Regions from separate parts of the Gossypium hirsutum genome. Here region 2 is linked to region 1. The links are chromatin contacts, called in public Hi-C maps. All regions are on one chromosome and are shown on one strand. The core of a region is the stretch at or near the end of the contact, and the rest is flanking DNA. Distances in the headings are between cores, read along the strand shown. Region 1 holds the start of LOC107899340 (delta-1-pyrroline-5-carboxylate synthase). Region 2 holds the start of LOC107899348 (rop guanine nucleotide exchange factor 7).

Region 1 (5,206 bases), core at 1,019-3,518:
ACATAAATACATCAAATTAAGAATATTAAATGCATTATAATTATTTATTGTGGTGTTGTCATGAATTGTGAGTTAGTATCGAGTTGACTTATAAAACAAACTCAATTAAAAACATCATTAATATACAATCGACGAAGATAATAAAGTATGCATAATCCAAGCAAAATGTAAATATTATATTAAAATAAAGTTTTAGTGTTGTAGTAAAGTTAATGTTTTATGGTTGTAAATAGTACAAATTCTAATCTAACTTCACGTGTAATTTTTATTAAATTTTTTAAGTAAAAAGATTAAAATACTTTCGAATCATATAATTTATTTTAATTTTAGAAGGATCTTTTCATAATTTTATTAACTTAAAAGACGTAAATAATAGTATAGATATATAGGAGTAATAATGGTGATATTGTTGGAAGCCCTCAAATACATCCATGAAATTGTGTTTTGCCATAATCAACGAGAAAAATCTATGGAAAATATCATCACGTCAATTAACATGTAAACACTTGGATGTTCATTTATCCATGGAAGCAATGATCACAAAGTTAGACAATTAAGTGTTAGTCAGTTGAGAAAAATCGCATCAAAATAAACTGATTTATCAAATTTAGTCAGATTTTCTTTTTAAAATATACATTCAATTTTTAATTTGAAACTAATGATAACCAACCCTAATATTAATATTTTAAATTTAGTTTTTTTTATACTATATTAGAAATAACAACTTAATTCGTATTTAAACACAAAATTTACCATAATATTAATTTACTGAAAACATAAAAAAACACTCTTATATTGATATTTATTACTTTATAAAAATAATGTTATTTTAATAATTTTCAAATCGAGTTGGTGTCTGTTTAACTCGTGACACTAACTCAATCAAAAGCTTAATATAAATAAGTATAGATATTTATTACTTCGTGAAAGTAAAAGCATTTTAATAATTTTTTAATTGAGCTTTATTTTTGGTTAATTCGTGACACCATTCAATTTAAAGCTTATTATAAATATAGATATAGAAAAATAAGAGAGTACTGTCGGGATAAAAACACTTTTAAAATAAAAACATTGTTATATATAATGCTTTTGAGCTTTTTAAAAGTGCATTTGAGACAAAAAATAATTTATAAAAGTACTTTTTTTAATCTATAGTTTGGTCGATACCAATAAAAATTATAAAAACCAATAGAATGCATGTGAACTCTTTTTCCGAGTAGATAAAATATTTTTAAACCACAAATAAAAAAAAGTATATTTATAGAAATTAAATAAAAAAGAAAATAGTAGTTGCAAGTAGAGGTGTGCATGGGCCGGGCCAGGTTCAATTAAAAATTTAGGCCCATTTATTAGGCCTGAGCTTGAGCTCGGATCGACTCGAAAAATGAGCCTCAAATTTTACCCAAGCCCGACCCGGATAAAAATGCTAAAACCCGGTCCCGACCTGGCCTACCCATATTAATTTTTATATTATTTTTTATAAAATTTTAAAATATATATAATACATCAAAAATACTAAAAATATCAAAATAAATAATTCCCAACAAATTGAAAATAAATTTAAAAAATATGTTTACTTAAATAACACTAAGATAGATGCCTCTAAAATAATAACAAAATTAACAAATGTCTTTAAAATAATAACAAATTTAACAATAAAATAAGTTTTATACAACATCAAAACAATAACAACAAAATAGTAGCAACATAATAATAAAATGGTAGTAAAATAGGGAGAAAACAACAAGAAAATAATATTAAAAAATAATTTTTTTTGTCATTTAGTGAATTCGGGTCGGGCCAGGGCCAAAAATACCTTACTTGAGGCCTGATCTATTTTTTAAACAGACTTATATTTTTGCCTAAACCTCTCACATTTCAAGTGGAGTCGGGTGGTTGACCCATGAACAGGTCTAATTGCAAGTTAGAAAATATAGGATTAAGTAATCCTATTTGATAAGAAATAGGTATACAATTTAAATACGTTGATCTCTTAATTAAGGAAATCAAAATCAGATTTCCCTCCATTAGTCTCTTTCCATTTTCAAAATAAGAAAATAAAGATTGGGTTGAAACTCTTAAACACTTAGCTAACCTTAACGAACACACGCTTCACGTTTCTCATGAAAGTTCGTTCAGATTCCATGGCCTTCTCAGCGAAGGGACAAAGCCACATCTCCTGGAAAACTGCGTCAGATCGGCAACTGCCGCTTTTTCTGAGTTAAATTGGGTGGTTGAGGCGACTCGAAGACGATGGTGGTGTTTTATTTCAGAAATCAGGTTGATTAGATCTTCGTATTTATACCCTCCAATCATTAGGGGAAGAAAACAACGCGGGCGATGGAGATATCGCCACGTACTCCTAAGCTTTGAAATATGCTGCGGTAAGAGACAAAGCAAGATCGGCACCAAAATCAATGCACGACTTTTAGTCACACCTGAAAGACGTGAGAAATGGTCGGCTTTTTTCATTTGTTTAGTTTAAAAGTGATTCACGTCTCTCTTGGACTTTGTTTTTCTAGTCTAGGTGTGTACCAATGTCCCACTTTAACACCCAATTGCTGATCCTATAAGGTAAAACCATGCAAGTCGTTTCGCCTAGGAGCACACCCAGGTTTCAGCAGCAGAAAAATGTCCCAGGCTATTAAAATAAAATATCTTGTGAGGACAAGTGTTTTTGTTGAGTAAATTAAAAGTCGTGGCAGATCTTGATTCACATGACGTGTTTGGATATTGTTGTTTGTAAAGCAAGTGACAAATTTCCATTTGATTCCTCAATATATTATACGAAAGTGAAACATTATGGTAATGATCAGGGACGATGAATCAGCCTCCACAGTGATTATAGAATTGAAGAAATAGGATTTTTATATGTTTGTTAAGACTTGAGAGCCAATGTAGGCACTTGGTGTTGTCGTCTCTGGTTGTCAAAAGACAATGCATTGGGTCTTTGGGGCTAATCATTTCACTCCCTTGTGCACCCTTTTGTAACCATATCAATAATTGCAGATGTTTGATTCCATTACGCTACTGATTCTTCGCAGTTGTGGCAGAGTTTGTAAAGTAATATATATATATATATATGATTACCTGTTAACAATACTATATTATTAAGTTGTTGTCCATGTTGGTACAATAAGTTAATCAAATACCATCAAAAAATTGAAATTTTTTATGCGGTTTACATGATCACACTTCAACATATCTTAGTTTTATCATTTTAATCAATATTTCATTAATTTATATATTATTTATATTTAATATATTATCAATATATAAATTTTGGTAAAAAAAAATTCATATGCTATAACATTTTGTTAAAAATCCTTAAAAACAAATTTTCGACTGTTGGAGCTGTCCATAATTTGGTTGAGGTGGGTCTTTTTATTTTATCGATACCATACTATGTCACTCAAGTTCATCTTCGCTCAAAATATGTGTAAATGATTAATGAAAGTACATTTATGCCCTCCATGTTATTTTTCATTTTTTAATAAAAGGTTTAATAAAAATATGTGAAAACAATTTTTTAAGATTTTTACAAAAATTAAATCTAATATTGACATAAAAATTATTATATTTTTAATTTTAATATAATATAAACTACATAATATATAAAAATAAAAAAAACTCAACTGATGGGCGTTGAAACCACCAAATATAAATTCTTACGATAAAATAACACTAAATAGCAATTTAGAGCAATAGGGTCGAATCTACAGGGATTGGTTATCTAATTTCGCCTTTATTGTGAGCAGAATTATTGTCGCGGCAATAGTCGTGCCCACAACATGAGACAAACTTGCAGGAAAAAATAAAACAAATAAGGGGAGATGAAAATGTTTAGAAAGTAAATAAAATGAAAGAGCAACAATAAACAATTATATTAATTGAAAATAAAATAAGAAATGGAATCAAATTTCGTAAGCAATAATATAAAGTCTCAGCCTTAGACTCGGTGAATTTCAATACTGAATTGATCCTTGAAAATAAGTTTTCTCTTCTAAACCATAAGTTGGTTATAGCTACCAAGAACGTCCCAACCGCCAATTCTTCATTTCGTAGTTGATTCCGCTATAACCTGCAAACCAACCCTTACCGATTGTCTAACCGCGATACACACATTCGCAATTCAAGACCTCTGCAGCCTTGCATTCTGAAAAACCCAACTCGGATCAACAGCCTCAACTGCGTGGGTCGTTTAAATCCGATCACTATCTCTCTTGTCGAAAATCCCACTAGTATGACCCCACTAGGATATGCCAATTTGTTTGTAGAAATCCGAATACAACATGACCGACTCGACTTCCCAATTGTACTTCAAAACGACTCCAACCCTACGTGCACTTTATGTTGAAATTGAATTAACTTTAAGGGACGAATTTGTACTATCTCATATTCCAGAGAGATGGTGAATACCATTATAAAAGATTTTAAGTGCAGATTCATTTTCTCACGATTCTTGACCGGAAAGAATATTGGCCTAAAGCTAAGTAGAAGTTTAATGAAGTATGAGATTAATCATGCTAGTTGGTGTATGTAAATGGATTTAGTGAAAATGGTAGAAGGTGGAAAGGGAAGGGACTTAGGAAGCAATTGAACAAATTTGTAAAGAAACAAGGAAAAATAAATAAAATGGCAGAATGCTACTGATGCATGAAATATAAAGGGATAAAAATAATTTTATTCAATTTCTAGTGTATTCAAGTGTGTTTTTCAAAGGCCACCACCCATCTTATTTATATACATATCATATACATATATTAAAATTAGCCTAACTTACCTAACAACCAATTACATGAAATCAAATTCATATCTGATTTTTTTCTAAATATGACTTTTACAAAATCAAATAAAATCTGATCAGCCCTAAATGTTTCAAAAGTTTCGATTCGGCCCATTTTTATTGCTTGTGCTCCAATTTAGTACTTTTCTGCTTGTTTTTGACTTAAAGCATCCCAATTGCGTTCCTGACAAAATTTAAACATAAATTCACCAATTTACCAGGAAATAATTCAAGAATTAATTGATTTAAACACGTAAAACATGCAAAATAAACATGCTATCAAACCCCTCTACTTAGCCTATGCTTGTCCTCAAGCATATTGTATGTTCGTACATTAGAAACTATCCAATAATTTATCAAAAATCAAGCCTCTCTTTTGCAACCATGATCCATATAAACAATTTAGGTGAAAAATGAATA
Region 2 (5,206 bases), core at 1,138-3,637, 310 kb after region 1:
AAGAACAAATATGAAAGTGGAATTTGTGACACAAACCTTGTTGTACTGAATCTTGCTCATATCTAAAGTGGTCTGGGGAAGATCGGGGTACCGCTGCTTCAAGCAAAGCAGGAGGCTTTCAGCTCTATCTGCAAGTATTTCTCTCTTTTCAGCATCAACCATTAGATCCTTAACCATGTCCCATGACGACTTTGAACTAGAGCGGGATGTGTTGTTGACAGGTTTGGTATTGGTCTTTCTGCGCCACAGATATATTGAGGCCTCCACTCGGTTGGCGATATCTATAGCTTGATGCTCGGAGGACAAATCAAGGCAATCAAGAAGACATTCAGGAGTAAACAGATCAGATGAAACATAGCGATAAATGAGATCTCCTAAGCTTGCTCGGCCATTCTGAAACAAATTCTAGCAGAAGTTAACAATCAGCGCTTCCTAGAACACGTACACAGTACATCTAATTCTTTTACCTTTGGAAGAGACTCAAAATATGATTCAGGGACTTCCATATCAGCAAGAGTAATGTTGTTGATAGCCATGGCAGCTTTTAGGATCTGGTTCGCACAGTCACGTCTATGCTGCAATTGCTTCCTTGAATTTTCATCGAGGCCTCCTGCGGGCACTCGAGGCACTGGAAGCCACCATTTTTCCTCTTGACGCTGAAGGGCTTTCCGAAATGGGGTTGATCCAGCAGCCTCCTGAGCTAGAATCCCATGGTCAACATACCAGAACTCTGTATCAACAAAGCTATCTAATATCTCCTGCAAAAACAACTCTACATTAAAAATGAACTCTACAACAGAACCATGTTTCCATATTGCAATAAAAGTCGGTGGATCTTACAAGAAGCATGTTGTCCAATTTTCTTAAAGCTGGGAGATTAACATAAAGATCCGACCGGGGCCTGCACGTCATGACCTGAAATCACAGCAAGGGCCATTGAAATTTAAACTACAAATCCACCATTAGATACAAATTGTTCACTAGATTTTAGAGCTGCCCTAATGTCACATTTTAAATCAAAGCTTCACCTCAAGCTTGCTTCCATCTGGGAATGTCTGCCACGACGGTATCAACTCAACAATGTGATCACTAACAGAAAGAAACCATTCCATCTCTCTTCGCCACTTTGCTTTCTTCTCAAGCGGTACTGGTTCTAGCCTCCATATTTGCCCAAATAAGGTGGCTGCGTGGTTAAGGCAAAGTGAATGAGAAACAAATGCCACATGGAGAAATTAAACAGATAAAAGAAACTATGTTTAAAGAAAAATAGTCAACATACCACAAAGATTGGTGATGGCATTTGAAATAGCCAAGGCAGTGCAAACACCATTTCCACACCCAGACATATCTTCACCAAGCAACAATTTTGCAAATCTTTCCTTCATCAACTCAATCTCTGCAACCCCATTACGAAATACATCAATAAAATGGATCAAACAAGGAAAATGAGAGACATTTTCTTATAGTAGTCATAATACCTGAAACCGTGGAACCTTGTTTCTCCAATTTCCTATCATCCATGGGGGGTTTCTTTCTATCTTCACTAAAACTACTACAGATGCTGCTGTCTTCTGTTTCAGCAATTTCGTGCCCATGCCAATCCAATGAAGGTGGTGAATATAAGTCTTCCTCAGAACTACTGTGACTGTGTTCCTCCTCATGCACTGTTGTTTCTGATGTGAAAAGATCAGAACTTGAGCTACTTTCACGACCCTTGTCTTCAAGTAACACAGCAAAGGTCCCCATTTGAACCCCATTTTCACCAAAGCTTTTAATCTTCTCTTCAATCCTTTCTTTCTTCTCAACCAAACCCTCCATGTCAGCTCTCTTTTCTTCAAGAACACCAGGTGAATCACAAACAGCAGAGTTGTTAACTATTGTACCACCATAATCTAATCTCTCTAAGCAACACACATTTGGCTCTATAGCTCTGTAGCACAAGCTTTTAACAGATTTTGGAACCCAAAAGCTACTAGCTTTTAGCTTTGGTACAGGCAAACAAAGCTTGAACTGGTAATCTTGTTGTTGGGTTGAGCCTATTTGCTCTCGGTGGATGAAAGGTCCATCCATAAGGCTAAAACCATGCCTGCTTTGAGGCAGAATGGAAGTAAAAAAAAAAAAAACTCAGAAATTTGATATGGGTTTTTCCTTAATTTTTTCTTAATGTATGAAAGAAAAAAGTGTGAAGCTTTGTGGTCTTATATTATGGAGTAAAGCTGGTAATAACTATTTGAAGAGAATCCCCAGTTTTCCTTTTTGTTATTTTTCCTAAGTTGTCATGTTCTTAAGCAGACAAGAAAAGGGCTTGACAATGTCTAGGCTTTGTTTGAAAATTAAAAGTAGGGTGGTGATGGGAGGATCTATCCATTCAAATCCATGACGTCTATCCTTTCAATTTATGTTGTTTTTAAGATCCTAATAAGATGCACAATGCCTTTAGTTTCAAAATTTACCAGTTCTCGGTGTAAAGGAAAAGTTGTTGTTCACTTTTAATTATGCTGCTTAAGCGCTCCACATTGTCTAATCTTCTTTTCCAAACCCAAATCAAACTTTTATCATTTCCTCCTTACTTTGAATTGTAAATGAAATTCAACAGGATGATATACATATCAACCCTCACCAACTTTTATTCGAATTGAATGCCAATTTTGCTTTTATGATTCACATTTCAGTTTTACTCATAAATTTATTCCTATTAATTTTTTAAAATGGTTTACCATTTAATCCATTGGAAAGAAATTTTAATGCTTAGTTTCATTAAAATCTAATTTTCCTTTGGGAGTTAAGATTGGTTTGATCATAATCTTTTCTTCTTCTTTTTTTGCGTGACTTACTTTTGAATTATGGTTGGTTGTAATTGATTGAAAATTTACCGGAATGATTTTTGAGAATGAATAAATGATTTAGAAGTAGAATAGACGAAATAAGTGATTAGGACTTTTAAAAAGATAATGTAAAATTTTAATATTAAATATTTAGTATTTTTGAAGGTTTAGATTATAATAAAATTATGGGAAGGGTAAAACAATGTTTCTTTTAATTTGGAAAACGAGTAATTAAGATGTGATGCAATAATAGTACATTTTCATTTATTTTTTAAACATTAATTAAGAATATTTGAGGATAATTATAATTATATAAAATGGAATTGGAGGTGGTCCATTTCCACTTCCAATTTTATTTAAACTTTGTTAGAGGGGGAAACAGGGAACTGTTAGGGGTGTGAGGAAACCCCTTTATTTTTATAAATTTATTTTGGGTTTTTGCAGCATCCACATTTAAATGAAATGGTAGGTTTTGAAATTTGAATCCAAAGTCCTCCCCTTCTTTTCTTTTTCCTTTTTCAGCTTTCAAGTTTGAACCAACAATGTCTGTATTTAAGTAGCCCCAAGTTAAAACTATTTTTAAAATCAAGGGATATTCTATTTTTTGGCCCTTAAATTTTGCAACTACATTCTACTCTAGTATTTATAATTGTACTCTTTTTTTTTAAAAAAAATTAGATCCATTTTGGTTATTAAACATTATATGTAACACTCTAAAATTATACCACATCATCATCACCTGAAATTTTATATAATTTTTTTAAAATTTTAAGCGATAATATGGCACAATCTTAAAGTGTCACATTATCATTTTTTTTATATTTTTTTAGCTTAAGGATCAAATCGAATCTAATTATTAAATTTAGATGCTAAAATGAATAAGTAGACATAATTACAAAATTCAAGACCCAAAAATTATGTTTTCTCTTAAAAATAATATGAAATAGATTTGTTGATTTGAGGGGTTTTTTTTTTTTTTTTTTGAGTGATGATTGATTATTGAATAAAAAATTTAGTCACGAGAAGGATGGGTTTATGATTGACCCAAAAATAGTTAGGCTAACAAAAGTCCAAACCATGAGCCCATTTTCTCAGTAAAAGCCCCATTTATGATTAAAGAACCTACAAAACAACTCCAGGTTGTGGATATGGATTATGGAATCTGGTTTCAGCAAAGCTTATACCTCGTTATCTATGAAGTTTTTGAACGTAGGAGATCATCTGTATTGGTTTCTGAATGTTTCCTTTGTGTTTAATGTAGTGCATGCCTCCAGTGTGGAAAGCTGTTTTGGGCACCGGGACAAGGCCATGGAAGAAGTAAGAATGTGTCTGAAAACACTTGAAAGTGTACTCAAGGGAAAGAAATTCTTTGGGGGAGACACCATAGGACTACTTGACATTCAACAAGATTCAGGACTAGATTTTTTGACAGCAGATGAGTGCCCTGTGTTGATCAAATGCTGTGAAGAGTTTGTAGACTGCAACGTTGTTAAGCGACACCTGCCTCCTACACATAAACTAATCGCCTTTCTAAAGAATTGGCTATCTGGCAATGGATGGACCGATTAATCCTATTTCCTCGTGATTTTGTGCGTAGTAGCTCAAAGGCAACTTGTGTCTTTGCATCTAATGTTGTGCTATTTCCGGATAATGTATCATCTTTACCTCATGGAATCGTGTTTTTCTTATTGGATTTCTCTCTGGAATTGGTTAATTTAGTATTACAAAACTGAGCTTTCTCCCATGCTCATTGCTTCGTCTCCTTTCTGACTGTCCATTATATATATGTTAATTATTAACTTAAAAATCTACAAAACTGAGCTTTCTCCCATGCTCATTGCTTCGTCTCCTTTCTGACTGTCCATTATATATATGTCACTAATTAACTTAAACATCTTAACCACTTCCGTCTCCCTTAGACCGTCACTGATTAAGTAAAGATGATGATGAAAGCCAACCTCTCTTCTTCCCCAAGAAAACTATGAACTCCTCCCTCGACTAATAGCTTCAAACCATAGTATTCCCTACAAGAGTTGAAATAAAATAATAAAAAATAAAAAATAAAAGGTGAAGAAGTGAAGGTTTTTGGAACATGGGCAATCCCTTTTAGCCGGGGGGTAGAGCTGGCTTTGCGATTGAAAGGTGTTCCATACGAATATATAGAAGAGGATATCTATAAAAATAAGAGCCCTTTGCTTTTGAAATACAATCCAGTTCATAAGAAAGTTCCTGTTCTTCTCCATAATGAAAAACCAATAGCAGAATCACTTGTTATACTTGAATACATAGAGGAAACATGGAAAAACAATCCAATTTTGCCACAAGATTCTTACGAGAAAGCTATGACTCGATTCTGGGCTAAGTTCATTGGTGACAAGGTA

What was found. Hi-C and Micro-C count contacts between places; a contact is called where the count stands out from the background.
Region 2: a contact with region 1 is called in a Hi-C map of leaf, with 2.0 times the contacts expected there. The contact joins the promoter of LOC107899348 here to the promoter of LOC107899340 in region 1. A contact is called at or near these places in 5 of 34 Hi-C or Micro-C datasets (callus, leaf and seedling).

The regions. Positions count from the first base shown.
Region 1 is chrD04:46,025,044-46,030,249 of Gossypium_hirsutum_v2.1, forward strand. It overlaps LOC107899340 (delta-1-pyrroline-5-carboxylate synthase), which reads right to left and starts at 2,269. Exons shown (of 20, transcript XM_016825020.2): 1 at 2,096-2,269. The coding sequence starts at 2,176.
Region 2 is chrD04:46,337,693-46,342,898 of Gossypium_hirsutum_v2.1, forward strand. It overlaps LOC107899348 (rop guanine nucleotide exchange factor 7), which reads right to left and starts at 2,388. Exons shown (of 7, transcript XM_016825035.2): 1 at 1,479-2,388; 2 at 1,280-1,396; 3 at 1,029-1,183; 4 at 841-915; 5 at 468-758; 6 at 37-393. The coding sequence starts at 2,070. It also overlaps the pseudogene LOC107898190.